Linked DNA regions of Mus musculus: region 2 is linked to region 1. The links are chromatin contacts, called in public promoter capture Hi-C maps. All regions are on one chromosome and are shown on one strand. The core of a region is the stretch at or near the end of the contact, and the rest is flanking DNA. Distances in the headings are between cores, read along the strand shown.

Region 1 (6,749 bases), core at 897-3,396:
TTCAGTTTATTCTTTTTATAAGAATGCTGTCTTGTAGAAATGGGATATAAGCTACATGTGATGTGAGATTTTCCAGTAGGGTTTTTTTTTTTTTTTTAAGTAAAAGCAGGTGGACTGGAATCTTTTGAAGTCTGCGCATATTTTATATTTACCCTTGCATTTCCATTTAGACCAGCTATACTGCAAGAGCTCCGTGCTGTGGGTGAACAGTAGATTTGCACTGTACACTAGAGGCTTAAACACAAAGTCCATGAGGGCAGACACAGAAGAGCCTTTAACCAGTTTTTTTTTATTTGCTTGGCTAAAACTTTTGTAGCTTTCTTGGGTACTTCTGATGTAAGCCTTACTTCTAAATGGAGGGATACGTTCTACTAACAGGTATAGTGACAGTGAGACCTTGAAATTTTCGGGGTGTGTGTCTGCAATGTGAGTGATGTCCACCTGAGTGCAGGTACCCACAGAATCCATAAAAGGGCATCCGACCTCCTGGAGTTGGAGTTGTAGGCAGTTGAGAGCTGCTTTCTCCTGAGAGCTGGGGCCTGCAGCAGTCCTCTGAAAGAACAGCTAGACTATGCCATTGCTCCAGCTCCAGTCTTCAGGGAAACTTCAAGGTTTTTCTGTTTTAGTTTTCTTCTCTGGCTCACTCATCCTAGGCTCCATCTGAGAAACCACGTAATACCCAGTGGTAAGGTATATCTAGTAAGAAAAGGGGGGAAACATACCATGTAGTAGAGTGGTAATTTATACCGTATGTTTTGTGTAGTCTGTGCTTCTTATACTACTTTGTAGACTTCTTTAAGTTACTTAGAAAATAGTGTTAATATTTCAGGCAGAAAATTTATATAATTTATTAAAAACTTCTCAAGGACTGGTGAGGTGGCTCAGGCTTGCTGATGGCCTGACAACCTGAGTTCCTGCTCCAGGACCTACATGAAGGTGGAAGATGCTCAAGACTATTAATTCAAATATTCGTAAGCTAGAGTTTTTCAAACCATGGTATAAGAATAAAACTGAGTAAGTAGTGTGCCTGAAACCTGACTGGTGGATGTAGGGGCATACAAGTGTATTCATTTTTACAACCCTAAAGCAACAGGCCATGCATAGAAACATTAGGAGCGGCCACTTTGTACAATAGAAGTCACTGAAACATGAGCACTACACTCCAGATATTCATTTCCTTTTTTAAACTACAGTAATGGACTTCGAGAGACTTCCCAGGAGTTGCTGCTCTTACACAAGACCTGGGTTCTGTTCCCATGGTCTCATAACCAGCTGTTATTCCAGTTCCAGGGGATATGACACCCTCTTCTGGCCTCTATGGTACATACACCCAACCACATAAAAATAAAATCTTTTTAAAAAGGAAATTGTAGTAGCGATTGGACCTACTGCTACATCTTGTTGAATGGATTGCTAGACAGAAACATAGTATGTATGCTATCTATGGCTTCTAATGTCTTGCATCAGGCCTCCAATACTATTTCAACACGAAGGCAACAGGTTTGACCTACAAAAAGGTTAAGAATTCCAAATTTTTAGTCTACTGCTTTGGTCTAGAAAGCCAACCACCTGCATAGGTGGTTTACATAGGTTAAGACGGTTCTCCACTGTCCACTGATGGTTGTGCACGGTTACTCTTTACAGTTACTTCATCTGCTCGCTCACACTCACCTAGCAACCACCAGACACCCATCCTGCACGGGACTTGCATCCGACCTTAGGAGGCTCCGCAGAGGAGAGCTCGGGCGGGATGGTAGCGCGTTCTCTCCACGCACACCTGACTCTGCTAGAGGCTAGGTCGTGACACCTGAGACAAACAGGTTAAGCTTAGTAGAGACTGCAGCATCGGAATCCCGGGGCTTGGAGGAAGGGAGAATTCCCAGGTGGCACCCACAAGGGTTCTGCAAGGAACTCAGGGGTCTCGGGAACCCTGGGGGCTGGGGAGGGCGGCGGAGGCGCAGAGCGCGGTCCCCGCTGGTTGCAAGTCCAGACCCCCGGGGGCACGTTTCTCGCCGTTGCACCCGGAAGCGCCTCCGCCCGGCGCCTCGGGCGGGACGGACCGCGGCTGCCCGCAGTGGGCTCCCGCCCGCTCCTCGCTGGCCCCCGGCTCGGCGCTCCGGGGCGGACGCGCGGTGCGTGCGGACGGTCACGTGGCGGCGGCGCGCGGGGCTAAATACGCGGCGCCGGCCATTTTGTGCGAGAAGCCGCAGCGCCGCCTCCCTGCTCGCGCCCCACCGCCGCCTCCGCGTCTTCCTGCGCCCCGGGCTTCCGCCGCTTCATTGATTTCCGTTTCTCGCCGCTGCAGCCTCCTGACACGGTGATCCGGGCGGGCCCCGCGGGAATTCTATCCTCTCACCGGCCTCACACTAGTGTCGCATGTCCACTATCCAGAACCTCCAATCTTTCGGTAAGGGCCAGTGGCCGGCCGCCGCCCGCGTCCCTCTGGGCTTTGTCTCGGCGCCCAGAAGATGGCGACGGGGGGCTCCCCGCGACCCTAGCCCGGGGGATGCCCCTCTCCGGGCCTCGGACACGGCCTTAAGTGGGCCTGCGACTCCGTAGAGGCGAGGGCCCGACCGGCAGGCGCTTGGGGAACTTGACACTGGCAGGAAGACAAGGGTCTCGGGGACTCACAGGACGGTCGGGGGACACGCCAGGGCTGCAGGGGGACCCGCCAGAGGCTGGGGGGACTGACAGAAAGGCCGGGGGCTTCAGAGACCCGTAAGGGAGCTACAGTACTTGCCAGGGCTGCAGAGACTAGGACTAGGGGCTTGCAGGGAACCTGACAGTGACAAGACGCTGGGAGTCTCTGGTGTTATCTCTCTTGTGGCCTCGGGGCTGGCCAGGGCTTTGCAAGGAGACTGGAGGGGTGGGGCCCAGAAGCTGGAGAACCTGACAGCTTTAGGGTGACTGCGAGACCTGTGACTCTCAGACGACTCACAAGTGTGTGTGTGTGTGTGTGTGTGTGTGTGTGTGTGTGTGTGTGTGTTGGGGCATGGGGGGCGGGGGGTGGCCTTGCTCAGTCCTTGCTGGGAGGGAAGGGAAGTTAAGGGCTTAGAGGATCTGCGACTCAGTCGGCCAGGACTGGAGGGGGGGGGGGTGCCAGAGAGACCTGTCACTGACCGGAGCTGGGGTGGGGCTGGACCCAGCTGGTTTTAAGCAGCCCCCAGAGGCGTCTGTTTGAAACACTTAGGAGAGAGGCCTCTGATTTGACTTGGAAGTGGCCCTGTTGTCTCTGCTTGCAATCATTTTGTAAATTACACCTCGTGAGGTTGCATGTATATGTTTATATGTGTTTTATAAGGCTCAGTTACTATGTTAACTAATTGGGGTGGGTGTTTTTGAATGTTGTAGTCGAAAAATAGTGGCGGTGACGCATGTTCTTGTGGCGGCTGTATGAAGGCTGTATGAAATTAGGGTTTCGTAAATGTTTTCTGTCTCATTTGCTGGTGGCTTCCACAGTGGTGGTCTCTACTTTTAAGCTCAGATATCGGCATACAGAGCCTGCTTAGGTTTTTCTCCTTTGAAAAACTTATTATCAGTGAGCCCCACCCTCGCCTGCAGAAATGGAGCAGGAGTGCTGGAGGCCTCACCGAGGTCTGTCTGGATATGGAGTGGAGCACGCTTCTACATACTACTTTGTAATTTGTTTTCTACTTTTCTGCTCCTCTACAGACCCCTTTGCTGATGCAACTAAGGGCGACGACTTACTCCCGGCAGGGACTGAGGACTACATTCATATAAGGATCCAGCAGCGCAACGGCAGGAAGACGCTGACCACTGTGCAGGGCATTGCGGACGATTATGACAAAAAGAAACTTGTGAAAGCTTTCAAAAAGGTGACCGTGAGGAGTGGGTGCATGCCAGAGCTCGGGCCAGGAGAGCTGCTTTGTTCTCCATCTGAGTCGGTTACCCCTCTCTGAGGAATGTGAGCCGATGAGTTGTTACTGTTCCCCTAATATTTCCCTCATGTGGCCTCCAGATTCATTTACAGAGTCGCTTAGTTCTGGAGGACACTGCTCCTTGGTGCAGTCAAGCCGGCTGGCGCAGCTGTGTTTGTTCTGTCAGAGTTAACCCTCTGCATTTAACTTGATGTGTTGTAGAAATTTGCCTGCAATGGAACTGTGATTGAACACCCTGAGTACGGAGAGGTTATTCAGCTTCAAGGGGACCAAAGGAAGAACATCTGCCAGTTTCTTCTGGAGGTGAGTGGCGGATGCACCCCGTGTGACCTTGAAAGAGGCGGGAATCCTTTCCTACTTAGTAAAAAGCACGGGACGGAAGTAGTGGAGTAGAATAGTATCCGTGCTGACCGGAAACGGCAAGGCTCACGTACAGCTCACGCTGCTGCTGAGTGGCCTGGGGAGTGGCATAGGAACCAGGGTTAGGGTTAGGGCAGGTGTGGGATTGTCAGCTGGGGTGGTGGGCGCTGTCACTGCTGACTGCTGGTGGATTCTGCTGAGCACGGTTTTACTTCACAGGTTGGCATCGTCAAGGAGGAGCAGCTGAAGGTTCACGGGTTCTAAGATGAACCCAAGCGTGGCGAGTTTCTTAAATGGTTTTGTTCTCTAACTCAGTTTGGCTGCCTCGGGAGATGATTCTTTACAGTAAACGACAGACTTTGCGTTTATTTAATCATTCAGACTTCCACTCACACCTGCATGGCTACAGAAAACACGGGGTATGTAGGCTCCTGAGTCATAAGGAAATCGCGGTGAGATGGGAACGAAGCCCGAGTCCGTCCTAACATGTTTCCAATGGAAAAGGTTTTGTTGTGAGTGTTTGTTGTTAGTTTTATTTTCACTTGACTGTTAAATGTTTTTGTTGTTGTATTAAACCATGTATGTTGCGGCTTAACAATAAAAAGAAAGTGTGCATCCTTTATGAGCGCTGACCTAAGCCAGCAATGCACTTTGTTTTCTTTGCTGAAACATTAGGAACATGAACTGTCTCTTCCCTGAAACCTCTAGGTTCATCAGCTTCAGAACAACAGGTAGAGAGAGCTGTTTGTCACCCTCAGTGTATCAAAATGCATTTAGCCAGAGGCAGTGCCCTGCAGGTGTGGGTGATGCTGTGTGTCTTCAGAGTGGAAGGCTTTAGGTTAGCACTCCTGGAGTTGAGTGCCAGGTGCTTCTGCCCAGCACAGTCTGGAGTAGACGGGCTCCTCTGCCTGTCAGCCTGGCATTCTGGAGGCCACCAGAGCAGCCTGCCCTGCCTACTGAAGGACTAGTGACAAGCTGTTCTCCTGAGGGGGTAGTGTCCATCACAGTAAAGGAACAGTTCCACCCCAGCCACGGTGGCAGTGCAGCTCCTGGGTCACCAGCTATCCTGCAGCTAGAGGAAGGAGTGGCTACAGCCCAGAAGTCAAGCAGTAGGTCACCCCAGCACATCTGTTCATCAAGCGAGATGTCTGCATAGCATCTGTATGAGTGAAGGGCAGTCTTCAGTGGCAGCGTGTTAAAAGTTCAGCAAGAGAACTGACTGGACAAGGCTTGTGATAAGAATCACTCTTATCCATCAGGATAGTGGGCATACAGAGTAGGGCAGAGGCCATGCAAGGGAGGCTCCACATGTTCCTCCAAGGAAGCAGTATGGAGTCGGGTTGGCACCAGAGGGGGCGGTGGGGGGGTTGCCAAGCTGTCCTTGGATGTTCTAGATCCCAGGCACCACGGGATGACAAGACTATGAGGATCAGATTGGTGAGTTCTACTCAACAGGAGTGGGTGGCTCACCTGTCTGGCTGACATCCTGATCGCTGCCGCCCCTAACTAGAGAGTAACCTACAAACTTCATGCAAGAAGCAGTTACAGACCTGGGTGTGGTGGTGGTACAAGCCTGTAATCCTAGCACTAGAGAAGCAGAAACAGAATGGAGGAGTTGAAGGCCAGCAGGGGATACTGGAAACCCTATCTCAACAAGGGATCACAGCTGTCAACTCGCAAAAAGGTTTAAGTTCTTGGGGAGTCTTTAAGTGCTCACAGGTTAGAGTACAGGGTAGCCCAGTTACCCTAGAGAGCTTGGAAGGGTCTCTAGAATGCTCCAGAAGAAAGCTGGCCTTTTTACCTCCAGTTTACTGTTAAACATACTTCTTACCTGAAAGCCATTCTTGAAGCCCTTTGGGCAAGACACGTGGTCTAAGGAGTGGAGACAGAATTGTTAGTCCATGTTAGTCATGACTGATGCTTTGGGGAGCAGGATGAAAACAGTATCCCTCGAAGTCTGAAAAGGGCCCTCCATCCTTGGTCACCAGGATGGAGTCTGAACAGATGAGAGCCATAGACTTGCTAGAGGCTAGGGATAGTTTATTTACAACAGGAAGAACAGTTTGAGTCTCTAGCAGCCCACTTGGTAGACCAAGAGTGTCAAAATGGAAAGGTTGGGTACCAGGGGGGAAATGCATTTAAACTGAGGCAGATTAAGGCTAGCAGTGGTCTATTAGCGCCCTCTTGTGGACACCTAGAAAACCATGGCTCCTGGCCAACACAAACAATCACCTTACAATCAGCCCTGTGGGCAGTTATCCACACTGATCTCAGCCCGTCCCTTTTACTGTCCATGAAAGCAGTCTTAACTTTCTGTCACTTGGGAGAACTGGTAGTGTTTATACAGCCTTATCCTCGGACTGTACACAGCCACAGCACATGCCACCAGGAAGTTAGTTCTGTGTCAACAGAGATATTTGCTTATGTCCTCTCGTGAGTGAATAAGCCAGAAAAAACCTGAGGCTTCTGCATTGTCAGTAGTGAGTACAT
Region 2 (7,350 bases), core at 1,939-4,438, 510 kb after region 1:
AGGTTGAGATCTTTCCAGAGACTGAAGGATATGCTGTGGGTAAAGCAAACAGACACATTCATCATCAAGATGATACCCGCCATCTTTGGGTTGAGGCATTGATATCTGTAACACAGAAGTGTGCCTGCTAGTCAGCCAGGAGCAACTAAAAAGCAACAGAGGGAGGGCAAGAGATGCAGAGGTAACTCCAGAGCCACACAGCAGCTTACAGAGAAGGCAAGTTACATTGACTCTGTTATTTGCATCCATCACAGCGATACAAATGCTTGCTGGTGATGGGCCTAAGACCCTCTAGAGCCACAGTAGAGAATTTAACCTGGCAGAAGTGCTCAGCAAAACAATCTGACAGGAACTGGAGGACCCGCATCCCTGCCCCGAGGCCACACAAGCCTGCGCATGGATTTCTAGAGACAGAGATGGCTGAGGCACGTAGCAACAGGGGCAGAGTGCCAAAGTGCAATGCTTGGTAGAACAAAGTTAAAAAAAGACAAGGTTTCAACAAGTTAAACTACAAACAGGACGTATAGAAAAGCTGTGCTCTCTCTCTGGAGTCTACACAAGAAGACACGTGTGACAGCGGCATGCATATCTTCTAAACTCCACTCACATGGTAATATGTATGGATGCATGTTTACACATTTGAGCCTGTGCACATCAGAGAGTAGACAACATACATTAAACACACTAGCATGGGAAGCGATCTTGAAAAGAGACTAGCAGAACAGCCAAGCTGCAAAGCACAGGAGCAAGGTTGGTCTCTCTAAAGAAAGAAATTTACATGCAGCTCAAGGCAAAAGAGTATTTTCTAATTAAAAGCAAATTTCTGACTACATGCCAGTGGTCTCAGCACTACCCAGCTATCCTATAGTATCTATACCTGTCGTACTCTCTATCACTGTAGTCTATGCTCAGCAGCTACGACAGGCTGTAAACACATCTGAGCATTCACTGGTTCTTCCCAGCCCCTTGTGCGTGCCACTCCCATGGGCATCTGTACCCAGGGTTGAGGGTAGAGGAGGTAGGAGGAGGCTACAGAGAGGAGGGCAGAGCCAATAGCAAGTGACCTCACAATTACTGCCGTTTGAAAGAACCGTGGAATGGAGAGACTTTTAGGACGGGAAAAGAGAAAAGTAGAAGGCATGGTTTTGAAATATTTCCTGTGTGAGAAGAATAGTAGAATCATTGTCTGGGTTCACAGAACAGGGATTCGGCCGAGCTGCCCCCGGATCCGGCAGCATCATCACGGGTTGCTCTGAGGAACGGCTGTCACTGCAGTGTGAGCCCAGACACAGGCTTCCCACAGCACAGCTGCTTCAGCTGGGACCTCAGCTCTCGAAGCCAGTCCTTCCTCTCCCTCTAATTCAACAAGAAGGCTCTGGGACTCTGCTGAACTCAAGAGTATACAAGGGACTGAAAAGATGTAGGCCTTGAAGAGAATGCCCCAGCAGCGGACATTAGTCAGTGTCTGCAGAGTAAGGAAGCTGAATCCCCCGAGAGGGCTGTTGAACACCTGCTTCCTCGAGTTTGGACTTTTCCAGATTCAGTGCGATTATGGAGTGTCTGCTCTGTGCACAAGGCTGAGATACTGCACAGGGTCTGCAGGCTCACTCCCCGGAGCTGCAGAAAGTGACTGAGCCCTGTTTTGATAGTCAGGGGGAAGGTCAGTAAAAAGCAACAGTCCAGTCCTAACACAAGGACAGAGGACCTCTGCAGGTAGAGGGGAAACGGACCGATCAGGGAGCGGCTGACAGAACAGGGCTGACTCAGCTCTGAGGGAGGTGGCTGCTCTCTGTGCCTCTGCTGACAAGTGGTTTTCTCTCCCTCCATTTCATACAGGCATTTTGTACACTGTGGTCCCTGGGAGAATCTCATTTGGCTTTCTTGCTTCCACCCAGCATCTGTCAGTGGTTGAGGGGGAATGATGCACTCAGATGTCTCCTCAGAAAAGCGCTATTACCTCTGAAACCTTTGGTGCCTGCAACGTACCTAGCCCCACAGCATCATATTCAGCAGCAGAGACCTGGGCTGGGGCAGGGAGGCCCATTCCATCCAAGGAAACACCTCTAGGGTCATTAGGCACAGCCTACCATCATCTGATGGTTGAAAAGATGTGTTTTTTCATTCAGCCCAGCTTGACCTCATACATTCGGGGTCCAGAAATGACAAAACAGGAGGGATGAGACCATTCCCTGGAATTCCCAAGGGGAAGCTGTCCTCTCCTAGCTAATGATGATGCCAATCTGGTCACTCAGAGAAACGAGGCCTCAAAAGTAAGCTTGAAGCTGGGGTGTCACAGGAAGCCTGAGGAACCAAGGTGAGCCACGAGTAAGCTTACAGGAGATACCCCCCCCCCCCCCGCCCAGTGCCCAAACATCAACTCTTCAAAGGCAAGCTAAGCTCTAATATAAACTGGAATGGGGGTCATCGGATAAGTGTAAGCTGTGCAACTCTGACAGCCTGCCCACCTCCCCCCAGTCCATGGTGGGAGGCAGAACACCTGTGACATCTGCATGTGTGTCATAGCATGTGTGCACCTGTGCACATGTGTGTGCAGACACAGTAATAAAAACAAAGAGGAATTTATTAAAGTGAAAAGGAAGAGGAGTTCGTGTTGGTCTGTAAATTACACAGATTTTTTTAATCCAATGCTTATTCATTTGGCAAATTCCAGAATATGCGCCACTGTCCTGGTTGGAAACAGTTTCCAGATACACCACCATCGAAGCCAGAGCGGGAGCTCAGTGCTGGCCTAGCATGCATGAAGGCCTGGCTTTGAACCCATGACACACTGCATAAGCCATGTGTGGCTGAACATACCCATGATCCCAGGGCTAAGGAGTTAGAGGCAGGGGGATCAGGAGTTCAAGGCCATCCTAGGCTACAAAGGGAGTTTGAAGCCAGTCTCTACATGAGTCTGGGCCTCTAACAAAAAACATCCAGACATGGAAATCTCAGGTGAGGTATTCCTGGTCCTGAAGAAAGAATTTTATTCTTATAAACAAAACACCCACAGTATGAACGAATTCTATGCATATGTATTCATGCATGTATATTTATAAATTAACTTATACATATGCATAATCCATTTACACATATGTAACAGAGCAGAACACGGTCTTTATCATCTTCTGGGCAGAGTCATGGCACAGGGCATTGGTGTAGCTGCCACTACAGGCCTCAGCGTGTGTGGGCTGGGAGTGTGGGAGGTGTTTGCAGCTCAGGCTCCCTGAAAGAGATGCTCCACACAGCTCTCTCTGCAGGCAGCAGATCCAGTATTCTGGTACTGAGAACACAATCATGTCTCACAAATCAATACAGACTATTCTTCATATTTGATTCCTGAATACAGGTTTGCAGTTAATTCATTATTAACTAATGTGCAAGTTAAGAGTGCTGATGGAGCAGTCTGCACGGCAGTCCCCAGCTCTTTGCTTCATCGGCCCACAGTGGCTGGCAAGGGTACTCATTCCAGGAAGGATGTTTATACTCTTGGTAGGGTGACGTCACCACACTACCCTCTTTGTTAAGAGTCAAGGAAAGATACTGGGTAGAGTCTGTCTCAAGGCCAAGGCAGCTGACAGGATACAACGTAGATGTTTCCCAGGCAAAGGAAAATTTGGACGGTTTATTTCAAGCTATTCAGAAAGGCTTCTGAGAGAGCATGTGTTTTGGGTTGAGGATAGACATGGTAAAAGGCCCAGAAGACAGGGATAACATAACCAGACAGCACTCAGTCAGAGCAGGCAAGCCCCCTTCCCACCTCCCAAGAGAGGGTGGCAGGGCCCTGGCAGATGCTGTGGGTGGGAGCTCTAACAGGTGGACCAGGAGAGACACTGTAAGAAAGCTATCACTGCGCATAGGTGCTGGGTGCCTGCCTGCCGTTTACAGGTTTTTAATGAGGTGAATGGCGCAGGATCTTAGCTTTAAGGGTGATTCGGTTTATTTCCTTTGGGGAGATGAACAGAGAATAAATAGAAGGAAAAGGAAAAAGAAGTTTGGAAGGAGAGGGAGGTTTCTGTGCAGAGAAGGCAAGGTCAGTCTTGGCAGCTTCCATTTACCTTCTTGCTCAGTGCATCCTGGGAAATGTCCTGCTGGACAAAGTCCCCAGGGCACTTTGTCCAAGAGCAAATTGCAGCAAATTCCACCCTGTTAGGTTTACCTCACTGTTCCAAGTATACCTCAGTCGCAGCAGATCTCGGCCACTTAGGCCCCATCCCCCACTTTCCTTGGCAGAGTTCCTACACCCTGTGTCCTCCTTCTCCCTGGGATAGTTTGGCTTCCTGCCTCCTCTGTGGTCTCCAGAAGCCACACCCCCTCCACCGAGGACAGAAGCGGCCCTAGGACCCCTATTAATGTAATTAACGCCTTTGCATCGCTTTCAAGTACAGCCATTATGGAAACCAGAATCCAGATGTGTGGTGGTTGCATCTCAATACACACCCATTCTGTGCCAGAGGCTGCCCAGGGTTGCCAGCCTGCTTAAGTACTGGTGGTGCTAATTACCGTGATAACGTGTGTTTATGTGGCGCCATCCTGCCCCAGCCACCTCCATGAGCACCAAGGCATGCAATTAACCATTGAGTATAAAGAGCAATAGCTAAGAGGAGTTTTCAGAAAGGGACCAGGGCCAAGCTTAACGCATGGCATGGCATGGCATGGCGGCTCTTCTTTCCTCAGGGAACAGGCTGTACGGGTGAGTCAGAGCTGAGGGGCACACTGAAATCTGAGCATCTCCCATCCTCAAGGCCTTTGTGAAGTCAGACCGGACCCAACTGCCAACTTGAGTGAAGAAGACTCAGCATGCCTGAGCTTGAAGCCAGAAGAGCAAGGCATGCCGATGTCAGAACCCTGGGGGTGTGGGGGATCCGGACAGACTGGGATGGTCAACCCTAGGAAGACATAGGGAGTAGGAGGGTTGGAGTACTCCACAGTGAGGGTGAAGAATGACCTCCCCCCCCCCCTCCGCTCCTGGGAACAGGAGGAAGAGAGGGCGCTACACAGCATGTGTGACTACAGTATCTAAAAGCTTGGAGTCTGGAGGGTTAGAGGTGGGGTGTGATCGGCAACAGAAAACCTGGGTCAGGCCCATGGAAGGGCAGCCTGTGCTCTGTGGCAGAACATCGCAGGGAACCCACACATACCTAGATAGTGCATTTTCAGAGGGATGCTGGCAAGTGAGACAGAGGGCAAGAGGTCAGAACCTTCCCCAGACAGAGGGGAAGGTGTGGACACCGAGATGAGAAGAGAGAGAGGCAGGGGACAGGGGTGTGTCAGTCAGCTCCCCGTCGCTACAACAAATGCCAGAGATGATCAGCATGGAGAGGAAGGGTCGATTTGGCTCCTGGTTTCAGAGTTCTCACCGTCCCTGGCTGCAGGCTGCATTGTTCCTAGGGCTGGGGATGGTAGTACATGCACCCTGACAGTAAGGGGCAGAACTAATGGCCAGTCACGGAGGGAAGTGAAAACATAGGAGGGGCTTGAGCTGGACTGGCCCCTTTGGAGGCAGGCTTCCAAAGACCTTCCCACCAGGCCCCAGGGCTCAAAGGACCGTGTCACATCTCAATAACAACATCAGGGACCACACCCACAGCACACAGGCCTTTAGGGGCTGTCTTAGTCAGGGTTTCTATTCCTGCACAAACATCATGACCAAGAAGCAAGTTGGGGAGGAAAGGGTTTATTCAGCTTACACTTCCACCGTGCTGTTCATCACCAAGGAGGTCAGGACTGGAACTCAAGCAGGTCAGGAAGCATGCAGAGGCCATGGAGGGATGTTACTTACTGGCTTGCTTCCCCTGGCTTGCTCAGCCTGCTCTCTTATAGAACCAAGACTACCAGCCCAGAGATGGTCCCACTCACAAGGGAACCTTCCCCCTTGATCACTAATTGAGAAAATGCCTTACAGTTGGATCTCATGGAGGCATTTCCTCAACTGAAGCTCCTTTCTCTGTGATAACTCCAGCTGTGTCAAGCTGACACAAAACTAGCCAGTACAGGGGCCAATTCAAATCAAACTACAGAGGTGAGTTACAGAAGCGGGGTTGATGCAGTGTGGAGGCACCAGGCAAAGCGAGATCAGTGGAAGCTCCATCTCCATAAAGGCATAAGTGGAAGCCCAGTTTTAAAATTTGCAGGGATTCCTGATTCAGGATTTGTTTGTGACTGTTAATTTCAACTGTCTGCTTGACTGGATTCAGAGACACTGAGTATTGGCGTGCAAAGGTGACCTTTCCACAGCGGCTTAATGATGAGGGAAGACCCATCCTGAATGTGGAAGGACCATGCCATGGGTTGGAGTTAAAGACTGAATAAGAAGGGAAAGGGAGGAAGCTAGGGGAGCAAGGATATCCCCCTAGTCTTGATCCACTGAGACATGAACAACCCCAGTCACACATTTCTACCATCATTAACAGCGCAGTGACTTCCTCACCGTGATGAACTGTCTCCCTCAAACCACGAGTCTATGTCTTTAAATCATTCCCAGCGGGTATTGGTCTCAGCACTGAGGAAGGCATCGAATGCACTCACACAGACTGGACAATCCCTTACAGTCCTTCTGGGGAGGAAATGAGGCCCTGGGCAGAGGCGATGCTGAGGTAGCTCCCGGGGCTCGGCCAGGATAGCGAGCCCTACAGCGTGGGGTGGACATCTGCTCGTCGACCGGAAAACCACAGCCCTGTTCTCATGTGGCTTCAGACATGTAATCTTTCTTGGCTCATTTCACCTCCTTTTTTTCCTTCTTCTTCTCTTGAAAGTTGTTATTGTTTTAAATTAGCTTTCAGCAAAAATGACCTCTTCCTGTGTACAAATGCCCGTGAAGTTTAACATGGCAATCTCTCATTCACTACCGTAGCCAGGGCTCAGATCTTCATTCCTGAGACCAGTTCCTCCCACAGCCTCTTTCCCCAAACATTGACAATCCCTAGTCTCGTTTCTATCTCTGTGGTTGTGTGGTTTGGGGAGCACCAGATACAGGGAGCCATGCCCTATGCCACCTTTGGCAACTGCTTCCCACACCCAGCAAGACACCTTGAGAGCCCCCAAGGTGCCGCGCTTATCCACAGTTCAACTGTGAAGTGGGTTCTGGGGAACAAGCTCTCCCAGGGTCCTCAGTTTTCAGTGGCTCCATCTGGGGAGTTAGGGATCCAGTTTCAGGCACTTGGAATCATTTGTCTCTTTGTCTTTTATCTGGTGTTTAATTTTAATTCTAGAGATATAACCCATGGCTACTGAAACCCCAGATGTTTAAAGACACAGACTCGGGCTTTAAGGGGATACAGTCCATCATGGTGGAGGTGGAAACCCAGGCAAGTGGGTACACTGGACTAGGCTGCAGGTGTGCAAGCACTG

The links. Promoter capture Hi-C pulls out the DNA fragments that hold promoters and counts their contacts.
Region 2: a promoter capture Hi-C map of hippocampal neurons shows a contact between it and region 1, with 5 times the contacts expected there. The contact joins the enhancer-like site here to the promoter of D830035M03Rik in region 1. A contact is called at or near these places in 4 of 39 promoter capture datasets (embryonic stem cells, hippocampal neurons and liver), 1 of 15 datasets of contacts at CTCF or cohesin (large pre-B cells), 4 of 115 datasets of contacts at active chromatin or transcription factors (bone marrow-derived macrophages, embryonic forebrain, embryonic midbrain and 1 more) and 1 of 9 other capture datasets (embryonic stem cells).

What each region holds. Positions count from the first base shown.
Region 1 is chr9:120,490,435-120,497,183 of GRCm38.p6, forward strand. It overlaps D830035M03Rik (RIKEN cDNA D830035M03 gene), which reads right to left and starts at 2,147. Exons shown (of 2, transcript NR_166642.1): 1 at 1,672-2,147; 2 at 1-696. It overlaps Eif1b (eukaryotic translation initiation factor 1B), which reads left to right and starts at 2,172. Exons shown (of 4, transcript NM_026892.3): 1 at 2,172-2,407; 2 at 3,673-3,836; 3 at 4,101-4,202; 4 at 4,479-4,893. The coding sequence starts at 2,377. The coding sequence ends at 4,523.
Region 2 is chr9:120,997,618-121,004,967 of GRCm38.p6, forward strand. All of the region lies in intron 35 of Ulk4 (unc-51-like kinase 4), which reads right to left. It overlaps Gm34945 (a long non-coding RNA gene), which reads left to right. Exons shown (of 2, transcript XR_003948093.1): 2 at 1-2,604. Among named protein-coding and RNA genes, the nearest start is that of Gm34945, 24 kb to the left of the region's middle. Within about 2 kb of position 3,189, at least 50 of the 459 cell types and tissues checked have an H3K27ac peak or open chromatin away from gene starts, as enhancers often do. A contact at or near this core is called in embryonic forebrain and hippocampal neurons, where this site is marked.